2 separate regions of the Rattus norvegicus genome follow, and region 1 is linked to region 2. The links are chromatin contacts, called in public Hi-C maps. All regions are on one chromosome and are shown on one strand. Each heading gives the region's core, a stretch centred on a gene start, on an enhancer-like site or on the middle of the called end of the contact. The rest is flanking DNA. Distances are from core to core; before and after follow the strand shown. Region 1 overlaps Dlc1 (DLC1 Rho GTPase activating protein). Region 2 overlaps Dlc1 (DLC1 Rho GTPase activating protein).

The links. A called contact is a pair of places that touch in the nucleus more often than the background predicts.
Region 1: a contact with region 2 is called in a Hi-C map of the A7r5 cell line, with 3 times the contacts expected there. The contact joins two enhancer-like sites. A contact is called at or near these places in 5 of 12 Hi-C or Micro-C datasets (the A7r5 cell line, the Rat2 cell line, kidney and 1 more).

What each region holds. Positions count from the first base shown.
Region 1 is chr16:62,283,797-62,289,426 of GRCr8, forward strand. The region is part of intron 5 of Dlc1 (DLC1 Rho GTPase activating protein); the gene reads left to right. Among named protein-coding and RNA genes, the nearest start is that of Trmt9b, 210 kb to the right of the region's middle. Within about 2 kb of position 3,350, at least 28 of the 93 cell types and tissues checked have an H3K27ac peak or open chromatin away from gene starts, as enhancers often do. A contact at or near this core is called in the A7r5 cell line, where this site is marked.
Region 2 is chr16:62,238,645-62,244,773 of GRCr8, forward strand. All of the region lies in intron 5 of Dlc1 (DLC1 Rho GTPase activating protein), which reads left to right. Among named protein-coding and RNA genes, the nearest start is that of Dlc1, 250 kb to the left of the region's middle. Within about 2 kb of position 3,422, at least 9 of the 93 cell types and tissues checked have an H3K27ac peak or open chromatin away from gene starts, as enhancers often do. A contact at or near this core is called in the A7r5 cell line, where this site is marked.

The DNA of each region.
Region 1 (5,630 bases), core at 2,100-4,599, 45 kb after region 2:
CCGAATTACTCCCTTTGTGATTCACCACCCACAGAGCTCATATTCTGAATTTTTTGGCCACAAGATACATTTATTAAGCAGTAATTCTCATTTTCTCTTGTAAAATGAAAGCAAGCTGAGGGAATTTAATAAACAGAGGCAAGCCACTGTGTGTGACACTGAAGAATTGCCGCCAGTTTATCTAACATGGACATTTTAAGTGAGATTGACTGTAGCTTCCAGAAGTGTTAAAGCTCTAAGAATGACACGTTGCTGCCTTTACCCCCAAAGCCTGAGTGAGGTTGGAAACTGTTCCCGAAATTAATTTAAAACCGTGAAGTAAACAAAAGGGGAAATAAATGTTTCATAGATAAACATTTTTCACCTGTTTTTTTTTTTAAATCTTCATTCATATCTTTGACTTAGGATCTTTTCGTTTTATATAAACACACACTTGAGGCAACGTTTAGAAAGGCCAGCTCCATGAGCTGGGGAAAACCCCGGGGTAGCGTTCGATTTCTCAGGAGCAGTGGAATCAAAACCGAAGCCCTGCTTGGCCCCTAACCTCCCTGGCCACTAGAATGTTTTCCTCACCTTTCAAGCCTGGGCTGGGAGTGTTCCTGCAGAAGCTAAGACAGGCAGCACTTACGTCATGACTTGCTTAGAAAAGACGCTTTCGCAGCTGAAAATATTCAAAATATGTATGCTATGAAGGTGACTAGCAAACGCCTCATGCGGGGCTTTAAAATGATGAAAGCTACCGCAATCCGAATGGTCTCCGAAGGGAGGGGATATTCTCTTGGCCCCGAAAGGTCATCAGCTTTTCTGCTCAGTTTCCCTGAGAGGAGCTTTCTTCTAGTTTCAGAGGAAATATGAGCTGTGGAAGAAACAGAAGAGAGTAAGGGGTAAAACTGAAGACTTGTAGAAACACAGGGGTCCTTGGTCTAACTACAGAGGCTTCTGTCCATGGGAGGAATCATGAACATCAGGCCTTGTTTATAGTATACTTTGGAGATGTCCTTGATAAGAGAATGGTCCTCAGAGGTCCCAGAAAATGGCCAATGGATTGGCAATGACGGGCAACAGAGAGGTGCATGCTGGGATGAGAAAAGTCAGGATTGTAACCACATACTGAATTTGCTTCCCCTGTTACTGTGAGAAATACCATGGCCAAAGGCAAGCTAGGGAGGAAAGGCTTTATTTCAGCTAACGGGTCACAGTCCATCAGCAAGGAAACAGGAAAGTCAAGGCAGGACCCCAGAGGCACCAACTGAAGTGCAGATTTAAGGAGGATGCTGCCTACTGGCTTAGTCAGCCTGCTTTCTTATAAAACCCAGAACCAGCTGCCCAGAGGTGACACTCCCCACAGTAGCAGGGGCCTTTCTACACCAATCATTAACCAAGAAAATACCATCACAGGCTTTCTTACAGCCGGCACTTTCTCAACTGAAATTTCCTCTTCCCAGATGACCCTATTTAGTGTTGAGTTGACAAAAATAAACAAACAAGTTAATAATAATAATAATAATAATAATAATAATAATCAGCAGCAGCAGCAGCAGCAGCAGCACAGACACAGAGAGGGCAGTCACCTATGCACAGTAATATTAAAGCAAATATCCAGGCTCCCCACATCCAAAATTGAAACATAAAATATCATGTAATATTTGCATTATCGTTTTTTAACATAAGGAAATAAAACACCATGACTAAAGTTATAGTAATAACTTATTATCTAATTTAAAATATTTAATTAACAAACATAATATAGTAAATAACTTAAAGAACACACGCTTCATCCTAACTCCCTTATCCAACTAACCACGTTGTGAGTTGATATTTCCTTTTCCAGTCCACATCTGTGTGCTGTGCATGCGTGTACATGAGTGTATATGAGTGAAGAATAGGCTAGTTCTATTCTGTAATGTCCATCTAAGTAGTATATGTTTTATAAAGCTGAATTCTCATATTACTCCAAAACTATTCTCCATTCTTATGCTATTTCCTTTCTATTCTTCTTGATGTACAGTACATTTATTTGTTAAGTGATTATAATAATCAATGAAAAATAAAATGTCCATGAGGCTCCTTACTCACGCCCCTGCCATGAAGCTGTCACCTTCAGAGGTGTGCCTGTCAGTTGGGACTGTGGCGTCCACCGAAGGAGTAGAGTTAGAGAACAAATCTTCCAGGTAATCTATGGGAGGCACACCTGTAACCCTAGCACTTGGAAGCCTGAGGCAGAAGCAACTCAAAATCAAGGCCAACCTGAAGCACATCGTGAAGTCTGCTCAAGAGAACACAAAGAAAGTGAGAGGAAGGGAGGGAGGGAAAGGAGCGAAGGAAGAAAGAAGGACAAAGAAGGGAGGGACAAATCTTTTATTTCATTCTGAAACTTGTTTCCAATTGGCTTTAACCTATAGGTCATATACTACTGTTTAAGGTTACACTTAAAGAGCCAAATTCCTGCACAGAAGAATTTCATCCACACAAAGAAACTATGATGATGATGACGACGATGACGATGACGACGACGACGACGACAATGATGATAAATGTTCTTGAAATACTTTTCTATGAATTAGGCATCCTCAGCTCCACCCACTGAGCTTCACGTCCTATAGATGTAGGCGGCAAAGAGTGGCACTCACAGTCCCTTTAGCTTGAGCAGTCACCACTGACAGGAGCTGTTCGCTTGTCTGTACGAAGGCCTGATACAGACTCATGCATCAGCGGCTGCCTGTGAGAACACGTTCAATTGAGAAACACGGCAGCTTTTGATCTCACCACAAAATGATTGTCATCTGCAGTTGCTGACAAAGTGGATCCATCAGCCCCAACAGATGGCTCAGGGAACCTGTCCAGCACTGAAGCTACACAGAAAATGCAGTATATACATGGGACTAAAACACAAGGATTTGGGGCTTACCACTAACTCCCCCCCTCTTCGATAATGTGTCATGGTATGAACTTTGGCCCAGTTAATGTGCAACAGCCTTAGCAAATCAGAGACCCATATTCAGTCAGTGGGAATTGGGTTGATTCTCCTAGGTTTACAGTCTTAGCCACACTGAGAGAAGTTAAGTTCAGGCCACCAATACGACTTCTCATCAACCATGAAGGAGTTAAAAATTAGTTCAATGTTTTCTTTGAAATCACGAGAATGAAAGAAAGCTCTCTCCTCGTTGCCAGAGGCACGACTTCTGCCTGTGGCCATATTCCTGATCAGGTATGTTGACTGAAGCTCGAAACAGCATTTGCAGATACGTCTGGAATCCATCCAAACCCAAGGTACACTGCTCACCAGGGGCTGCTGCAACTTCGACTCCCAGACAGTCTGATGCCATCAGGAAAAGCATTTCTTACCCAAAAAAATGCGAAGTATGACTTTCCTATAATAGTCCGAGGAGCTCGGTAACGACGTGTACAGAGGGTGCGTGGTGATTCATAGCTACCCACTCGGCTCCCAAGGAAGTTTCCGAAGGTGATGTTAAATCATTCCGGGCCATTATTGGCCTCAGAACCTTGGAAGCTGTTCTGATTGCAAAAGCAGCCTGCTTTCCTGAGAAGAGTACTGGATCCCCCTCATCCAGGAGATCCTTGTTCTGTGGAAGATTGTGACATTTGAGAAATACCTTTGAATACAGGTATAGTTTCTCAGTAGGGAAATAAGGCTTCATCACTCGATGCAGACTTGTATGAACCAAGTGCATTCTTATTTGGTTTTTCTCTGTCATAAATCTCTAATGCAATACTATCTTTAGTGCATATTTAAGCCTCCATTTAAAATGCTGGTGAGGCTAGGACATAGTGACCCATGCCTTTAATCCCATCTCTCAGGAAGCAGACACACAGCCAGCCTGGCCTACTTAGTTCCAGGCCTGCCAGAAACTATATATACACACATATAATATATACATACATACATACATACATACATACATACATGTATATACATATATATGGCATATGTTATACATGTGTGTATACATATATGTGTATTATTTGTGTGTATATATCATGTATCATACATATCACATGTCATAATGATAAGTATAGTTTTATAAATCTTTGTATCAAGCACACATTTGGATTTTTAAGGGTGTTAGATATTCCCTAAAAAATGGCCAAACTAGATACTCATTTCCTTCAGTGACTCACTAGAAATGAATTGTTGGTTGAGATCCAGTGAGTACTGGCAGGCCTCCACCTCCCAGGGAGCACCATAGTAATTACAGCTTGCTGGCATCCTTTTCAATGGTTTCTGAAGGGGTACCAAGACTTGAGCACTCAGAGAGATTGAATCATCCTCTACCCTTGAGTGTACTCACTTCCTTTAGTTCTGGCCAAAGGGTTTTGGAAGATATTCTTGTGAACTTCCGTTGCTGGCGTAGGCCGTAGAAAAACAGAAGGCAATAACCAGGATTGGGTTGCCACAACAGAAGAAGAGATAAGTGAATTAGTGGGAGGCAGTGGGGGATTTCAGCCTTAACGCCAAAATAACTTTCACTCTGACACAGCTTTTACGTGTTCAATGCAGGTATTGTAATAGACTATCAATCAGTTAAGTGTAGTGAATTTCATTATCTTTTAACTTCAAAACTAACATCTAGAAGACTTCAAAAAAATTAAATGAGTCTCCATCCACCTATCTCAAAAAAAAAATATTGTTCAAGGAATTTTTCTAACACCTGAATTTAACCTAAGATACCATCCTAGTGGTCTTCCAAAGATTTAGCCAATAAGGAAGAAGCTGTAGGATCAAAATCCAAAGTAATACTCCAGGACAACCAGCATGCGTAGCCATGATGAAATGTGGCTGCCCATAGCAAAGTAAATGACAGCCAATCGGTTATTAGTATACTCTGAGCGTGGGAGGTTTCACCACAAGGAAGGCTAGGATAGGTTGGATTGCAACAGAAGACAAGCTTCTGGGCAAAGGCATGAAGCTTGAAAGAATCTAACGGTCACATCAATCACCCCTTTAAGGAGTTTATCTCCAAATCAGACTGTGTTCTGACTGTGCAGGCAGGGGTAGGACTTCAACATATGAATTTGGACCTTTCACCCATAATGAAGCTTAGCATGCACAGATCCTAAGATGAGCTGGACTCTTGAAGGGACCTGTACTGTGTCATACCAGGCAAGAGGGGAGGTCTGGTTGGAATCAAGAAGCATTTCTGTAAGATCATGCCTGGGAGTTGTCAACAGAGCTATCAGAAGGAAAGGAGTGAAAGCTCATGTCTGGAAGACCCTTATAACTTCTTTTCTTATTCTAAATCACTTTCATACTCAATGCTGTGTTCGTAATTGCATTGTCTTACTTGAGTGTTTTTGTATGTATGTATATGTGTACATACCATGCATATAAGCATACATGAAGTATATATGCAAGTATGTGTGGAGAGCCAGAGGTCAACCTCATTGGTCATTCCATAGATAGCATCATCATGCACATCATTTCGAGACTGGAATCCTGGAGCTAGGCAATTAAGCTAGGCTGCCTTGCTAGTGAGCTTCAGGATTCTACCCATCTCTGTCTTCCAGCAAGGGTCAAACGCAGGTCCTTATGCTTGCATAGCAAACACCTTACCAGCTGAGCCATCTCCTCGTTCCTGTGTAGCCTTAAAGAGGGCGATTTCCAAAATTGT
Region 2 (6,129 bases), core at 2,172-4,671:
TAAAAATAAGAGGACAAGTCTCGTGTGACAGGTACATGTCGTGTCATATAAACTGCTCACTTTTCTATATGATAAAACTTCCAGGGTCTTAAGGATACAAAAAAGAGATCCTTCAATTTTAGTTACTTTTAGTGTGTGTGTGTGTGAACATGCGCGCGCACGTGTGCATAAGACGACTTACAGGAATTGGTTTTCCCTTTTTACCATGCAGGTTCCTGGGAGAAAAGTGGGACCAAAGTTAGATGTTGGGCTTGTGGTAGACACCTCCATCTGCTAAGCCATCGCCCCAGCCCCAGCCTTCTCTTTCTATCCATCACAAAGCGCCTTAATTATTTCAACATTTTCCTACTGGGAAAGATTTCATGACCTCTAAGCAGGCTCTTGTACATTCTGTCTCGAGTCTTAGCTCTCCTCTTAGTAAACAAAAGACACCTGCTCTGAACAAGCCAAGACAGTGTAGGATTCCTCCCTCCCTATTCGAAACCACATGACAACTTTCCCACAGTCTAATGTTACAGTACGTATGTCTGGCGTTTCTATAGTTGTGCACTTCTGTACTCATAGGATATCTTTTCTTATATCTCAAAGCCTTTCCTTTCTCTAGTATGATTTGTCTCAGTTCAATCTAATTTTGTACATTTTATATTTGTCTTTCCTTCGCTGTCAGTTAAGCCTACTAAGGTAATTCTAGGTCTTTATTTCATATATTCTCTCCTTATTTCTATGGATTTTTGTAAACATGCCATTGGTTACTTTTTCTATAAAAAGAGAGATTTTTAAAAAAATTTTTTATGTATAAAGCTGTTTTGTCTGCATGTGTGCCTGTGCACTGTATGTACGCAGAACCTGGGGAAGGCAGAAGAGGGCGTCAGACCCTATGGCACTGGAGCTACGGACAGTTGTTAGCCTCTGTGTTACTTGAGAATCGAACACTGATACTCTGGAAGAGAGCAGTCCTACCTCAACCATTGAGCCATCTCTCTAGCCCCAACCTCTGGAGATTTTAATAAACTATTCTGTCTAATTTGATTCATATACTTAGGACAAGATCACGAGCAAAATTAGAGATTTCTTTCCAGGTCCATATGCACATTTGTCCAGTGGTTAGTGCTCATAAAGCTCTGTTAAGCAGTCAAATATAATTCTATCCAACATCCTAGGCTCTTGACTGGTTGAAAAGGACATCACTAGAAGATATGTCATTCCCCTGATATGTTAGTAGTTAACAACTCCATGAGAGGGAATGTGAGTTCCCTTTAAATTGGGAAAGCTATGTAAGAAAGGAAAGAACGAGGGGAGAAGAAGGGAGGGGGAAGGGAGGGAGGGAGGAAGGGAGGGAGGATAACACTGGGGAGAACACAGAGGAAACGCTATGTAAGAAGACAAGGAAGAAGCAGCAGTCATGAGCCCTCACCAGAAACCAACTAGAACTTGGACTTATAAGAAAATTAATAGTGCCGGGGGTGGGGCAAAGAAAAAAGAAAAAAAGAAAAGAAAATGTTGCTCTTTTGGTTGCTTGTTCTAATTAGTGTGGGAAATCACATGCAATGAGCTTTCATAGAACTCTATTCTCTATAAAGTCCTATCGGTTAATCTGTTCTTACGTTCTTATTAACATACCCGTGCATGTATGTAAAAATAGAAGGATGTCATGGGTGATGTGGATTAATAGATTTACTCTAGATAAGAAAAATTAGCCTAGCTGTCTAGTCTTGTGTCTGTGGGAGTTCTTCAGTGTAACTAGTCCAGAAGTCTAGGAGACTATGCGAGCTGGAGAAATGCTGTACTGACCAGCTGGCTTCATCCAGGAGCCATCTGTGAACTACAACAAACTCTCTGGGACTGTTGAAGAAGCTAGGGAGCCAGTAAGAATAACCTTGCTCTGCAAGGGAGCAGCAGTGTGTTGGAACAAAAGTGATTAAGTATACTAAAGCCATAAAGAGGCAGTAGGCATTTGATGGGACTTTACAGGGAAACCTTTCTTTAAGAGACACTCAGCAGTCTTCTTCCACCATTCAAGGCAATTAGGGCACCACAATAACAGTGACATATTCCATATTCTAAAGAGTCTCATCATCCACCACTCAAACAGAATGAAGAGACTACAATGGGAAATGGGTAGAGTGTCTCAAGGCAAAGTGAGAGACTCCGCCCAGTCTGGCCGGCCGCCATGACACTCTATTTCAGGAAGATTAGAAAGACAAGAAATGGCCAAATAGGTGAAGGAAGAACTGGCCTCAGTGGGTTCCTGGAGTTTGAAACTGTGTGCCTGAAAAGGAGAAAGAGTGCTAATGGGGAATGGTCTGGACTGACAGATAGCTACTTTGGAGCATGTTTTGGCTCTCTATTAATAGCTGTTGTTTTTATTTGGGTTGTATTTAATCAGCACGGGACATATTTACACATGTGTGTAATCTGAAGAGAAGCTACAGAGGATGGCAAATAAGGGCAAGAAGAGCAAAAGAATGAGGTTGCGCCTCTGGAAAGGGGGTAAGAAAAACCCCTAAGACACTAGTTCTAGATGGACTGAAAAACAGAAGTGACAGGGACTCTTGCCTAGGTTCATATCCCCTCTGCCACAGATTTGCAGACGTCAGCGGGGACCGTAGTGGTAGGAGAGAACATGGTAAGGGATGTCTGCAAAACCAGGAGTGTTAGTCACCTCTGCGTGGATATATCAAATACTTGGAGTAAATCAAACAAGAAGAAAATTTAATTTTGGTTTGTGGTTTGGGAGGGTGCCAGGCATGATGGCTTTCTGATTGGGGGCCTCTGATGGGACTGCATAGCAGGATAGAAACATGTAATAAAGAAGGATAGAAAGCAAAAGAAGTGTAGTCCCAATATCCTTATATTCCCAATGACCTAACTTCCTCCCACTAAGCCCCGCCTCTTTAAATAGGTTCTACCACATCAAGGTTCTACTACTACGTATCAGTTCTACCAAAGTCTGGCCATCAATCCTTTTAGAATTTGGCCTTTTGGGGGATATTTGGGGGCCTAAGATATAGCACAGCAGATTCCGTCAACACTCTCAGTACAGTGGTGACAACAGAGCTTGTTAAAAATGAGTCTAGCTGAGCAGTGGTGCCACATGCCTTTCATCTCAGCCCTCAGGAGGCAGTAGTAGGTAGATCTCTGAGTTCTTCGGGGTGAGTTCCATGACAGCCAAAGCTATACAGAGAAAGCCTGTGTCAAAAAATAAACAAACACGAAAAGTGTTTACAGGATCCCCACCTTGGGGAGGGCTGCTGCGGGGAAGGGAAAATTCATGAACCTGGAGTTGGAGTCCTTAATAAGAATAAACTAGAGGCTAGAGTGATGGACGGAGTGTCACTGGCCTCCATTTTCAGAGTCCCACTTAAGAAATTGCAGCTCCGGGAGCTGGCAAGATGACTCAATGGCTAAGAACACACACTGCTCTTGCGGAAGACTTGAGTTTGATCCCAAGCAGCAATGTGGGACAACTCACAACTGTGTATGACTCCAATTCTATGGAATCTGACATCCTCTTTTGGTTTTCACAGGCTCTGTATTTTCACAGGCTCTGTATTCATATGCATAACCACACATATAGATACACACATATAGTTGTATTAAAGACAAAGACAAAACGATCTTTAATAAGTAGTCACTCAGAGTAAGAGAATTAATTCTCCTACGGTGGAATGGGCTATAAGAGCAAGATAAGACTATAAGAGAAGAGAGGCTGAGGGCAAATACATGTGTCTCTTAGGACCAACAGATGTAGAAACTGATGCAAATATCAGGGAATACCACGATGTGGGAAATAAGACCAGGAAAGAACAAAGCAGGGAAACAGGAAGGAAGCAAGATTGGACCACACCGTGTAGGACACAGTTCACCTGCCTAATGAAATGCCCTGTACGAATGCACACTCGTGACCAAGAGTAAACCTGTCCCTGTTTTCTAGGAGCCTCAATTCCAAATGACTTGTACTTTGCTTTGTGCCCAGTAGTTGTAGAGAGTAGATGTACCGTCTCCAGCTACTGCAGAACTCTAGCTAAGTACTTACAAGTTATATACTAGCTTCCTACCTGTAAACCACATCCCACTCTAGTAAATGCAGATGACCAAGTGCTTCTGGGCTTTGAGCAGCTCCAGGTAGTTCCACAGTGCTAGTAACGACATTGGCAAAGCATGACAATAGTTTTAGAAATTATCCACATGTCACTGCAAGCTGTAAGATAATGTATGGTCTCGGAGATAAACAAGGTCTTTTCTTTGTACTTGCATGATCCAAATTTCTAATGTTACTTTCAAAACCAAGCAGTTGTGTCCTCCTCAGATAGTTAGGCACAGAGCCTGTGAGAAACACCAACATGTGAAAGTTGAGAGCAAGGCTCTTTTAGGATGAGAATCTCTACTCTAATTTGTCACAGAGTGGGTAACAATGGGCAAGTTATTTCACCTCCGTGTGTTCTGCTGTCCTCATCTATGATATGGGGCCTACATGAATAAATTGTGAGGGTTAAATGAGTCACTAGAATCGAAGCACTGACATCATGGAACTTCTAAATGCATGTTAATTACTATAATTACATATTGTATGCCTCTCCTTGAAAGGTATCGTATCCCCTATAGTTGAAATCATATGGCAAACTATTGGCTGGACTAGCTTTGCGAATTGTAATTCTGTCCTGGTAACAACAACAGTGCCAAATTGCACAAGCAGATAGCAATGTTTGGCAGTTTATCTGAATCATTCACTGTTAATGGAACAACTGGAGCTGACTTTCATCTGGCATCCCACCAAGTAATGAATTCTTGTCATCGTTTCAGCAGTATATTTGCCTCTTATCTCTGATGTTTTCAATGGTCATACTTTAGAAACGTCCACAAGCAACAATTTTTTTTTGTAGAGCAGCAGGTGAATCTCTGCAATGCTGTCGAGTGCCCAGCATATCTGCACGGTATGCTTGTTAACAGGGGAGTCTGTTTCAGCAGGTATTAAAGAGAGACGCTCAGTCTGAGTTTCATTCATCACTGTTTTGCAATCCAGGGTCACTTCTAGGTGGGGCTATGTACTGTCAACACAACAGGAATGAACAGTATTTATGATCGACATGATGGGATGCATTGGCCTTAGGACACTACCTTATTCACTCCACAAATATTATAAATATGTTCAAGGCACCGTGCTCCATCCTGAGGGACGCAGCCCTACTCTCTAGACTATCTCCCAATATTTAAATAGGGACTCAGATATATGTGATAAAGAACTGGTGTGTAAGTGGGTGTTGGGTGATGGAATGTTGTCACACAAAGTGAGAAGGGAGGGGGCCACCTGACCTGTTATACCTTAGTGCTTTGTGGGTGTCTTTATGTTGAATGTGGTTGGAAACCAGACTGGGCCTGCTCTTTGAGAGCTCTTTGCTCAACAAGATTTCTGGATATGAAACTCAGCAGAATAAGTGTGGGCAGGAAGAAATCCAGGAGATGGTTCCGTTCACACAGGTGCTGAGAAACAGATATGACCAAGACACAACAGGAGTACCGAGGAAATGTGTTGTTCTTAATCATAATGTGCATGGAAGATAGTGTGGAAAAGACAATGGAGGTTTCAAGTAGTAGAAACAAAAGCCCTGGCTGGGTTGGAATGCTTGGTAGGGTGAAGGGTGAACAATGGCAGATGAATCTGCAGAGGGAAGACCATGAGAAGTCTTGAGTGTCAGGCTAACAGGAAGGAACCTTAGTTGAAGGTTGTGGAGAGACACTCATTACCTAATGATGCTAGTCTGGATCTGTGTGATGCCATCCTGAGAAGATATGAACAAACATCCACTCCTCCCAGATCAGGAACTGCCTATAGAGTCCTAGTTAGAGGCTCTAATGAATCTGGTCAGTTTCAGGGATATCCTGAAGCTACGGAGTGTTTACTTCCGGGAATTTAGAACATCCCTGCAGGATGGAGTCTTTCACCATTCTTCAGTACATCTTATTTCTTAAGGAGCTTTCTTTGGAGACTGAAGGTTTTAACTAAGAGCCACACAACAGATGCTTATGAGACTGGTGTTTCCCCAGACAGATTTCAGAAGGGGAACAAGTCAGAGAACAGATGGAGAGTGGGCAGAACCTGAAGCTGTCCACATGCACAGGACCAGGGAG